Linked DNA regions of Zea mays: region 2 is linked to region 1. A link is a contact called in public Hi-C data. All regions are on one chromosome and are shown on one strand. The core of a region is the stretch at or near the end of the contact, and the rest is flanking DNA. Distances in the headings are between cores, read along the strand shown. Region 1 holds the start of LOC100285024 (transcription factor RF2b). Region 2 holds the start of LOC103647038 (RING/FYVE/PHD zinc finger superfamily protein).

Region 1 (5,878 bases), core at 2,402-4,901:
TTGTACTCCTCCCTACTTAGAGAGGCGAGGAGTATTGTTGTGGCTTGGGAGTTGAAGTGCTCGATTTGGGCCACCTCGTCCTCATCATAATCCTCATCCCCTACGAATGGTACCTGTGCTCCAAACTCAACAACATTCCATATACTTTTGTGGAGTGAGGTTAGATGAAATTTCATTAAATCACTCCACCTAGCATAATCTTCACCGTCAAAGGTTGGCGGTTTGCCTAATGGAACGGAAAGTAATGGAGTATGTCTAGAAGTACGAGGATAATGTAAGGGAATCTTACTAAACTTCTTGCGCTCATGGCGCTTAGAAGTTATGGAGGGTGCGTCGGAGCCGGAGGTAGAAGGTGATGAAGTGTCGGTCTCGTAGTAGACCACCTTCCTCATCTTCTTTATTTTGTCGCCACTCCGATGCGACTTGTGAGAAGAAGTCTTCTTTTCCTTCTTCTTTTCGTTCCTCTTCTCCTTGTTGCGGGACTCTCCCGATAGAGCTTTCTCATTGCTTGTAGTGGGCTTTTCGCCGGTCTCCATCTCCTTCTTGGCGCGATCTCCCGACATCACTTCGAGCGGTTAGGCTCTAATGAAGCACCGGGCTCTGATACCAATTGAAAGTTGCCTAAGGGGGGGTGAATAGGGCAAAACTGAAATTTACAAAATTAATCACAACTACAAGCCGGGTTAGCGTTAGAAATATAATCAAGTCCGTGAGAGAGGGTGGAAAATCAATCACAAGCGAATAAAGAGTGTGACACGCGGATTTGTTTTACCGAGGTTCGGTTCTCGCAAACCTACTCCCCGTTGAGGTGGTCACAAAGACCGGGTCTCTTTCAACCCTTTCCATCTCTCAAACGGTCCCTCGGACCGAGTGAGCTTCTTCTTCTCAATCAAACGGGAACAAACTTCCCTGCAAGGACCACCACACAATTGGTGTCTCTTGCCTTGGTTACAATTGAGTTGATCGCAAGAAAGATTGAAAAGAAAGCACGATTGCAAAAGCCAAGCGACAAGAGCGACAAATAACACACGGATCACTTTCTCTCTCAAGTCACTAATTACTAATGATCTCTTTTCTCAATTGTGAAACTTGGAGAGATGGAGGCTTTGAATGTGTCTTGGAATGGATTGCTAGCTCTTGTATTGAATGTTGAAGGTTGGAATGCTTGGGTGAAGTGAATGGAGGTGGTTGGGGTTGTATTTATAGCCACCAACCACTTCCTAGTCGTTGCTCCATTCTGCCGACCGCGGACGGTCCGCCCTCCTGGTCCGGACGGTCCACGCCTGTAGATCAACGGCTGAAAACGCAACGGTCAGCAGTAACGGCTATATCAACGGCTATATTGCATTTAATGCGTCGTCAGATGTCAGATAAAGTCAGTCGCGGACGGTCCGGTCGTGCACCCCGGACGGTCCGCGCGGACGCTATAATTCATTTTTCCGAACCCGTCACCTTCGGGTTTTCGGTTCCTCACCTACCGGACGGTCCGCGCCTGAGGCCGGACGGTCCGCGCGAGGTCTCGGACGGTCCTTGCTTTTCCTTCGGACGGTCCGTAGTGCAGACTTGGATTTTTGCATTGGTTCTGTCCGAGGGTCATCCTGGTGTTGCGAACGGTCCGCCGCAGGGGCCCGGACGGTCCGCGCTTGGCCTGTTTTTCCAAAAAGCTCCTCCTGTCCGGAATAATCTACGGTATTCCGGACAGTCGATTTAGTATAGTTGTAGATGAACCTTTGGCACCTGTAGAATGTATAATCTAGAGCAAACTAGTTAGTCCAATTATTTGTGTTGGGCAATTCAACCACCAAAATCAATTAGGAAATAGGTGTAAGCCTAATTCCCTTTCATGGGGCATCCAGGCATGTGGTCGGTGACCAGTGGGATAACATGGTGGTCTGGAGGAGATTGGGAGGTGGGAGCTGGGCTCGTAGGGGGTGGGAGATTGGGTGTGGACATTACCTGAGAGCTGTAGCCGCCGAGTAGGTGATCAGGGGAGGGGATTTTGTGCTAGGTTAGATGAACGATGGAGCATGGGCCGTTGGGGCGTTTTTTAGTAAGCTAAAAATAGTTTCATTAGTTTTGGGTATCCACCGAATACCCGCGGGTAGGAGATAAAACCCGTACCCGACCGATTTTATCGTGGGTTGGGTACGGGCGAGCCCCGCGGGTCAAATTTCATGCCCGAATTTGAACCCGTCGGATCGAATATCCGTCGAATATCCGAACCCGCGGGTAAAATTGCCATCCCTAGATGTTCATAAAACATCTGACTTATATGACAAATCTAAGTCTCTGTTTGGATGTCGATATTGGAGGGCAAGGAATTGAATTGGATTCAATACCAAACCAACTATGGTATTGAAATGAGATGTAATTCCAATTCTATTATTTGGATGTCACTGAATTGGAGTTTAGAATTATGCGGTCTAATTTCACGCAATACCGAGGGGTGATGCTCTGTATTGAAACACTGAGTTTCTAGTTATAGTCCAATTCCAGAGATTTGGGTCTCTGATTCTAAACCTTAATTCTACGTGTAACCAAACAACAAAATTTTGGAAAACTGATTTCAGTTCTCAATATGTGTTCCAATATCTATATCCAAACGAGTATAATATTTTGACATATATATATATGTATAGAATTTGAAGCTATTTTTAGTCATGTTATTAATAATATTATGAAGTACAATATTTTTTTATATTTTTTGTGTGCGTTATTTTCTCCCTAAAAAAGTTGAAAAACATCTGAATCCGTGTTTGTATCCATATTTAAATTTTATATTAATTATTTAAAAATATGTAGAATGAATTTAAGGTTTAATTTTTATGAATATTAATAGGTTTAATGTTAAAAACAAGAAAATAAATTTATATAGTACATTCTATATGTTAATCGTTCACAATAGAAAAGAAGATAAAAATTAAATCTGAATAAATATTCGGATCTTCCGCGAAGATGGCTACTCTATTACTGCTACAGTCTCCATCACACGGTGTAAAATAGAGGACATATAATTGTATATGATACTGTTTACAAGATAAAACTTGAAATAAAAGATGAGAAATGAGATGTGATAGATAGACTGACTATTTGGTCCCACTTTCTGTGATGCGTAACGCGCACGGTCCACCGCCAAGAGGCGAGTTGCCGGTGGCCGGTGGGCGGGCCCCGCAACCACCGCGACAGGTCAGGCCGCGCCGGCGCCGCTCTCTTTCCCCGGAACCACGCGGCAGTCCTTTCCACGCGTCGCAAGTTACCCTTCCAGCCCTCCATGTCCTGGTCCCGTGCACCCGGTTCACAGATACGGGCTGGCCTGCCCCATCGTCCAAACCACCTCATGATCCGCGCTCCCAGTGACGCTGTGACCGACTCATGCACCTGATCCACTCAGGGACCTTGGTGCCCCCGAGCCCCCACGCGGAGGACCTGCCCGGTGCCCGTTTCGCCGCCGCGTGCTCGTCCCCTCCATGAACCTTCCGCATGAACCGGTAATCTCCAGCCACCGTAAGTTCCGCCTCGCGATTTCTGTGACGCGGGCCTGGTCCATGCGACACGTCCACGCGGAAGTGAGCCGCGCAGCCCCCGACAGGCCGACACTGTGCTGCACTACTCCCACCGTGACCGCTGCAGGCGCACCTACCAAACCAACACGGCAACACCCATTCCGGCAGCGGCAGGCATCTCCTCTCCCGCCCCGCCCCGAGCAACGCCCGCTAGGCTCAGGCTGCTGCTACCCGCAGTCCCCATCCACCCTACCCGCAGTCCCCACCGCAACCGCCGCCTCGGCCCGGGCTGTGTTGACCCCCGTTGACCTCCGCCAGCCCGGCCGTCATGGACCTGCGCTTCCCGCCGCCGGCGCCGTCGTCCTGCTTCGGCGGGGGCGGTGTGCTCCCGGCACGGGGGCACCACCGGCGGGCGCAATCGGAGACGTTCATCCGGCTGCCCGACGCGGACCTCCTGCTGGACCCGGATGCCGACTTCGGCTTCTCCGACATCGACTTCCCCTCGCTGTCCGACGACTCGCCCGCGGCGTCCGACCCGACGCCGCAGCCGCAGGCCCCGCCACCCCAGCAGCCGCTTCCGCAGGCGGCTTCGCCGGCGTCTGCGGCGCCGCCGAGGCCGCCGAGCGGAGCGCACATGCGGAGCCTCTCCCTCGACGCCGCCTTCTTCGACGGCCTCTCGCTACAGGGAGGCGGGGGCGTGGCGGGGCACAAGAGGAGCGGCTCTATGGACGGGGCCACCTCGCCGTTCGAGGGCGAGTCCGCGCCGACGTCCGTGCTGCCGGACTACGCCAAGAAGGCCGTGCCCGACGACAGGCTCGCCGAGCTCGCGCTCCTCGACCCCAAGCGCGCCAAGAGGTAAGCAAGCGCCATCCGCGGTCGCGAGCTGTCTTCCCTCAAAATTGCTTCTTCCCCCGCAGCTTGAGATGCTCGATGGAGCTGGGACGTGGTAGTACCTTGTCCTCTATCTGGTCAAGTCCTGGTTTCAAGATCCGTATCCTTGTCGCGCGTTGAATTTCTTCTGGTCCAAGTGAGGTGTAACTATCTGGTTTCGCGGTGGTCCTCGACTCCTCGTTCTGCAGGATCCTGGCGAACCGGCAGTCTGCGGCGAGGTCCAAGGAGAGGAAGATCAAGTACACCAGTGAGCTGGAGAGGAAGGTGCAGACGCTGCAGACAGAGGCCACCACACTTTCGGCACAGCTCACGCTTCTTCAGGTAACGAATATTGCTTGGTTGCTTTGACCAGGCACTATCATAACTTATTGTTCCCCCTCCAAAGTCCCGCTTATCCTCGGAGACAAAAAAAAATGATCATATTGTGGTTGGGTGTGCGAACATACCATTGCTTCAGCCGGCCCTAATTATTTGACTGTGGCTTGTCTTGTGCTACAACTACCAGTCTACCACAATGGGAGATCAGCTATTATTTTATCCCTCCACCGAAATTCTTTGCTCTCTTGCTGTGCTGGACAAAGGGGAAAACGAACTTAGCTGACTTTATCACCACTTCCACTCGCATCCTCTTGATTGGCTGGACTAATTGTTTGTTGTTCTGGCTTATCGATTTTGCTCAAGTATACTTTTTATATCTTCTTCTTACTAGAGTTTTTGCTAATTCATGAGGATTTGTTTCAATTTAACTACCTTCGATCCTTGGATGGATATGAATTCTCTCCTTGATCGTTCTTGGATGAATTCCTCCTACTCCCTTCGTGCCAAAATAGTTGATGTTTAAGGTTTGGACACGGGAATTTAGAACAAGTAAAAAAGATGTGGTGCACATAAAACAAGGAGGAGAAAAATAAAGATAGAGATGCATTTGTAAATTGAAAAGGTATATTGGGAGAAGAGAAAGATAACTAGTTTGGGACAAAGATTGAATGAGGTCAACTATTTTGGGACGGAGGGAGTATATGTCACATGAATATTGAACATTGCACCTTTATTTTAGACATTTTGTAACGAATAAGGTCACAACCAACTTAGGCGTTCTATTATGGATATTTGAACTTGAGATTTGGAACATTTTGTAACGAATAAGGTCACAACCAACTTGCTGCATTGGAAACTGTTTTAATATACTTCGTGAATGCATGCTATTTCTTACCCACCAAGTTCTTTCCAAGTTTTGAGTTGCCATTAGTGACTTTTGGTATGAGTATGACCGATTGTGTCAGTGTCATTTGGTTGAGTTTTAGCATTCCTTGCTAGTTTTCATTGTTTCTGTACAGTGTACACAAAAACTTGATTTTTTTCATGAGAAGTTAAAATATTTGTACTCTTACATTTGTCTGCCTTACCTTTCTAGTGTAGGTGAATAAGTTACCCTCCAGATTTCTTGCACATAACGCATTAGTTTGTTTAAGAATCCACTCATC
Region 2 (5,878 bases), core at 1,108-3,607, 220 kb before region 1:
TCATTTCAAGTTGGAGATCTGGTATGGAAGACCATCTTGCCACTAAGAAGCAGAGACCGGAAATTCAACAAATGGTCACCAAACTGCAAAGGCCCTTACAGAATTACACAGGTGATAGTAGGCAATGCCTACATGTTGCAAACCTTGCAAGGTGAGGACCTACCCAAGGCGTTGAATGGTCATTTTTTGAAGCAATATCATCCTAGTATGTGGCAAGATGCTTAGACAAACCAATGTTGTCACATCGAGTTATTTCTAGCTTGCAACAGTGCTTTTGGTTCAATCAGCTTCCCCAAAAGGTAGGGGGCATGTTTGAGCACCGTTTGTGACGCTGGGCGCGACCGAACGGTCCGGCCCTGAGGCCCGAACAATCCGGCCTGCGAACGGTCCACCCTTAGGCGTGTTAACTACTATCTCCACGCGTGTTTATCCCTCTAAACTCGTGCAAGTTATTGGAGAACGCCTAGTAACGGGTCCAGACCTCCCTTATATATTTCAAGGGGTACGGTCGATTGAAACACCAGCAGTCGAATCAAAATCAATATATCTTATGTTCCTTTCCTTTTGCCCTAGGAGTAGAGAGTAACGTAGCCTTCTTCACCTCAACCTTCACCTCTCTTCGACTCTACATCGTCTGGAGGCGTCTTGAGTGGCCTGTCGATCACAAGACAAAACATAGGATCTCTCCTCCCTGACGAGGTCCCTCCCGGGGGTCGGATCCAGGTGTTGTTGGCTAACGCCGCCACCTCTGCGCACACGCAGGCCGTGCGGCCACCAGGCACGGACCATCCAGCTCAGCGGAGAGAAGACTCGGCTCCTGCCGCAGGTTGCGGACTGTCTGGTCCTACACAGCGGACCATCCACGCTGCTGCAGAGAGCACCGTTGCTGGTACTCCTCGTAGTGATTGGCGCCCAGATCATCTTCAAGAACGGGCAATAGTACACTCAAGCGAGGCAAGGCCGAGACAGTGCATTTTGAGTTTCCTACGCAGCCATTCTTACCCATCAGATAGAGTGCAGCGATCCCTAGCAATTTCAAACCGATGAAGGACCTCCTTAGCCATGGCAAGCTGCACCTTGATATTACCAATTTTTCTCTCACTCCACAAGACTTCATTGCCTAAGTAAGCTCTTTTCAAAGTTGTGTTGGCATTTTGGCAACATTTTTGCCAGCAGGATTCTACCAATCTGAAACTGTAGTTTATACACAAAATCTAACACACACAAACAAAATTCAAAAGTGTTTCAGAGTTAGAAAATTGGCACAACAATTGATAATGGAAAGGCTTAGGAGACACGGCAGTAATAGCGTGTTTCTGGACGACAAGATATTTGACTATTCTTATGCAAAACCAGGAGCTGGGGACTCGTCTCCGTCATGCCCCCCCCCCCCCCCCCCCCAAAGCTCCCCTCGAGCAGGAGCCTCGCTCCCGCCCCTGTGAAAAGAGAAAGCGTCACATGCACATAGAGTCTTCGATGCACATGGTACCTATATTAAATCACCACACGACCATCCATCCTATGTCCAACGTCCTCGCGCGTCTCCCTTTCATGCAAAAATCACGGTGCAGGTGGTAGAGGGTGTTTCTTTTGAAAAAAAAAATGCAGGGCAACAAAGAGGCTGTGGAAGGGTGTTGGATCCGGTCATAACTTAATATGTGCTACCCTACATGTTCCCTTCTCAAAATAGTACCAGCTACCAGCCCCTGCCCAAATGGGCGCGTTCTGCACAAGAATAGGATAGGTCTAATAACGCGACTCCGTCCGATTAGATTCCCCTTCCCTGCTGAAAGCCGAGCAAATGTGATCCGCATGATCTCGAACACCTTGCCGTCACAGAGTTGGTTGGCTCCACACGGATTTTAACACTCTCCGAAGAAATTAGCCAACCAAATAACGAAGAGAAATAAACGCGCCACATAAATGAAGAGGGTGGGAACTGGAGCGCGAGCTCTTACCATCTCGCAGGGTCGCAGTGCCGTGAGAAGATCCTCCTCCTCGCCGTTGTCGTCGCCGATGTCAAGATCCGCGCTCCGGAGGCCGCAACAAGGCCAGAAGGGATGCAGCGCGCGCTGCGGAAACCATGCGCCCTTCTCCCCCGTGGCTTCAGCCTCCGGATTGAAATTGAGCGGCGCAACAGCCGCTTCGAGCGAGCGGGCCTCGGCTTCCAGAGAAGGAACGTGCAGAAACGGAAGGCGAGGCCGTAGCGTCGTCTGTGGGCTTTGGGCTTCGTTGGCCCTCGGGTCCGCTGAGGTCGGCAGAAACTTTTTGATCCGAACTCCAAGCATCGTCCCGATCACGTGCCGAGAGGCGTTGGCCGTTGCCACAAATAAGGATTTTTTTTTTTTGCCACGGTCACAGATAGCGTATTTTCATTTAACACTTTTTCGTTGTCTTTATATATTTGCCAAGAGAAGATTTCTTTAAAAATAACTTTTTTCTATTTTCCACTGTCACATATATCATATTTTCATTTAACACTTTTTCCGTTGTCATTATATATTTGCCAAGAGAAGATTTCTTTAAAAATAACTTTTTTCTAATGTGGCGAGTGTTGACACATTTTTCGGGCGTCAATCACTCAACATGAACTAGCGGTGGTGCTTTCTGTACAGGGGCGGACGGTCCGTGGCCAGGGGTCGGACGGTCTGCGGCCTGACGCGAGGCTAGGGTTTCCTGCCTGAAGGTCGGACGGCCCGCGTCCTGGGGCCGGACGATCCGCGCGTGCGCAGGGGCGGCGGAAGTCGTCGACGGTACCTGGATCTCGCTCCCGGGAGGGACCCCGTCGGGGAGGAGAGATCACAGGAGATGTCTAGGCTCGGCAGGCCGACCTAGACTGCTCTAATCGACGTAGAGTCGAAGAGAAGCGAAGAATTTGGGAATTGGAAGACTAATCTAAAACTAGACTAGAACTACTCTTAAGAATAAATATAAATTGTATTGTTGAGGGTTGATTGATTGATTAAATCGGTCGTATTCCTCTGCTTTTATAGAGGAGGGGGGCTGGACCCGTTACCAACAAAATTCCGAGCTAATCCCGAGATTCTCGCCAACAAACATAGCAAGAAACTCGGAACCCTAATCTGTTCTGCGCTTGCGCGGACTGTCCGGTGCTCTTTTTAGTGCTCAACATATGCCCCCTGCCTTTTGGTGGAGTTGAGCAAACCAAAAGCAACTAACTCGATGTGATTACATCAGTTCTCTTAGGCAACTTGCCACATACTAGGATGGTACTGTTTGAGGAAACGCCCATTCAAAGCCTTGGGTAAATCCTTGCCTTGTAATGTTTGTAGTAAATATGCGTTACCAGACATTACTTGTTTTACTTTATAAGGACCCTCCTAGCTTGGCGACCATTTTCCAAACTTTCGATCTTTATTCCTTAGAGGCAGGATGGTCTTCCACACCAGGTCCCCTACTTGAAATGACTTTGCTTTGATCTTCTTGTTGTAGGCCCTGGCTACCATGATCTTGTCCTTTTTTATTGCTCCCAAAGCTATCACCCTCTTATCGGTCACCTCATCAATATTATCCATCATTGAATTATAATAATTGTCGGGGACCATAATTAGGGGTACCCTCAAGGCTCCTAATTCTCAGCTGGTAACCCCCATCAGCATAAAGCTGCAAAGGCCTGATGGGTGCGATTAAGTCAGGGATCAGTCCATTCGAGCGACTCGATCACGCCTCGCCCGAGCCTAGCCTCGGACAAGGGCAGCCGACCCCGGAGGATTTCCGTCTCGCCCGAGGCCCCCCTCCAGCGGCGAACATATTTCCGGCTCGCCCGAGGCCCTGCCTTCGCTAAGAAGCAACCCTGACTAAATCGCCGCACCGACCGACCAAATCGCAGGAGCATTTAATGCAAAGGTGGTCTGACACCTTTATCCTGACGCGCGCCCCCCCGGCTGGCAGAGCCGAAGTGACCGTCGTCACTTCGCCGACCCACTGACCGGCCTGACAGAAGGACAGCGCCGCCTGCGCCACTCCGACTGCGGTGCCACTTGACAGAGTGAGACTGACAGGCAGTCAGGCCCTGCCGAAGGCACCATAGGAAGCTCCGTTTCGCCCGACCCAGGGCTCGGACTCGGGCTAAGTCCCGGAAGACGGCGAACTCCGCTCCGCCCGACCCAGGGCTCAGACTCGGGCTAAGTCCCGGAAGACGGCGAACTCCGCTCCGCCCGACCCAGGGCTCGGACTCGGGCTAAGTCCCGGAAGACGGCGAACTCCGCTCCGCCCGACCCAGGGCTCGGACTCGGGCTCAGCCCCGGAAGATGGCGAACTCCGCTCCGCCCGACCCAGGGCTCGGACTCGGGCTAAGTCCCAGAAGACGGCGAACTCCGCTCTGCCCGACTCAGGGCTCGGACTTGGGCTCAGCCCTAGGAGACGACGAACTCCGCCTCGCCCGACCCAGGGGCTCGGACTCGACCTCGACCACGGAAGACAGACTCGACCTCGGCTTCGGAGGAGCTTCCACATCGCCCAACCTAGGGCGCAGACCAGCCACGTCAACAGGAGGCGCCATCATCACCCTACCCCGAGCTGACTCGGGCCGCAGGGAACAAGACCGGCGTCCCATCTGGCTAGCTCCGCCAGATAGGCAATGATGGCGCCCCGCGTACTCTGTGACGACGGCGGCTCTCAGCCCCCTTACGGAAGCAAGAGGACGTCAGCAAGGACTCAACCGCTCCTACAGCTATCCCTCCGCCAGGCTCCATCGCTCCTCCGATGGCCACGACATCACACCAGCTGGGTGCCAAAATCCCTCCGGCTGCCACAACGGCATGTACTTAGGGCGCTAGCTCTCCTCCGCTAGACACGTAGCACTCTGCTACACCCCCCATTGTACACCTGGATCCTCACCTTACGCCTATAAAAGGAAGGACCAGGGCCCTCTTAGAGAGGGTTGGCCGCGCGGGGACGAGGACGGGACAGGCGCTCGCTTGAAGCCGCTCGCTCCCTCTCCCGCGTGGACGCTTGTGACCCCCTACTGCAAGCGCACCCGACCTGGGCGCGGGACGAACACGAAGGCCGCGAGATTCCCACCTCTCTCACGCCGGTCTCCGGCCGCCTCGCTCTCCCCCCTTCGCGCTCGCCCTCGCGCTCGACCCATCTGGGCTGGGGCACGCGGCGACATTCACTCGTCGGCCCAGGGACCCCCCGGTCTCGAAACGCCGACAGTTGGCGCGCCAGGTAGGGGCCTGCTGCGTGTTGACGAACAGCTTCCCGTCAAGCTCCAGATGGGCAGTCTCCAGCAACCTCTCCAACCCAGGACGGTGCTCCGTTTCGGGAGTCTTGAGTTCATGTCCCTCGACGGCAACTACGACATGATACTCCTTCCACCGCCGCGCGACAACGACAATGGCGGCCGACAGCCCGCCCGCCGGCGGCGGAATCGACGACGTCTTCCCCGCGTGGTGGAAGAACACCCTTCGAGCTCATCCTGCCCTTTCCCCCGCCGACGGAGGGGAAGGCAGGGCGACCAAGGCCAAGCAGGAGGCAGCACCTCGTCGGCTGTCGAGCGAGTCGACAGCGTTGGCACCCCAACGAGGGGCGCACCGGGTATCGACTTCGCGCTTGAGACGAAGACGAGCGCCGTCTCCCCGCGACGCGCCAATCCCGAGCAAGCGGACGACGCCAGCGCGCTCGCTAAAAGCTTGTTTGACGTCACCCTCGTACCTGAGACGACGGTGCAGTCAGTCCCCGACGTGACTTTATCGCCGCTCGTCGACCAAGAGGTACCGACCGATTCCCATCCCACGTCATCTGGGTTTAGCCTCAACCCGCCTAGCGACCTCGCCCTGGTGGGCGCTCTCGTAGAGGCGAGTCCAAACCCTCTGGGGTTTCGCATGCGGTCGCCTTGGGACCAGCTGACGGACGT

What was found. A called contact is a pair of places that touch in the nucleus more often than the background predicts.
Region 2: a Hi-C map of ear shows a contact between it and region 1, with 1.5 times the contacts expected there. The contact joins the promoter of LOC103647038 here to the promoter of LOC100285024 in region 1. A contact is called at or near these places in 2 of 25 Hi-C or Micro-C datasets (ear and tassel).

Annotation. Positions count from the first base shown.
Region 1 is chr2:144,465,706-144,471,583 of Zm-B73-REFERENCE-NAM-5.0, reverse strand. LOC100285024 (transcription factor RF2b) reads left to right here and starts at 3,651. Exons shown (of 4, transcript NM_001157919.2): 1 at 3,651-4,358; 2 at 4,583-4,715. The coding sequence starts at 3,832.
Region 2 is chr2:144,684,512-144,690,389 of Zm-B73-REFERENCE-NAM-5.0, reverse strand. It overlaps LOC103647038 (RING/FYVE/PHD zinc finger superfamily protein), which reads right to left and starts at 2,357. Exons shown (of 7, transcript XM_023301652.2): 1 at 1,959-2,357. The coding sequence starts at 2,288.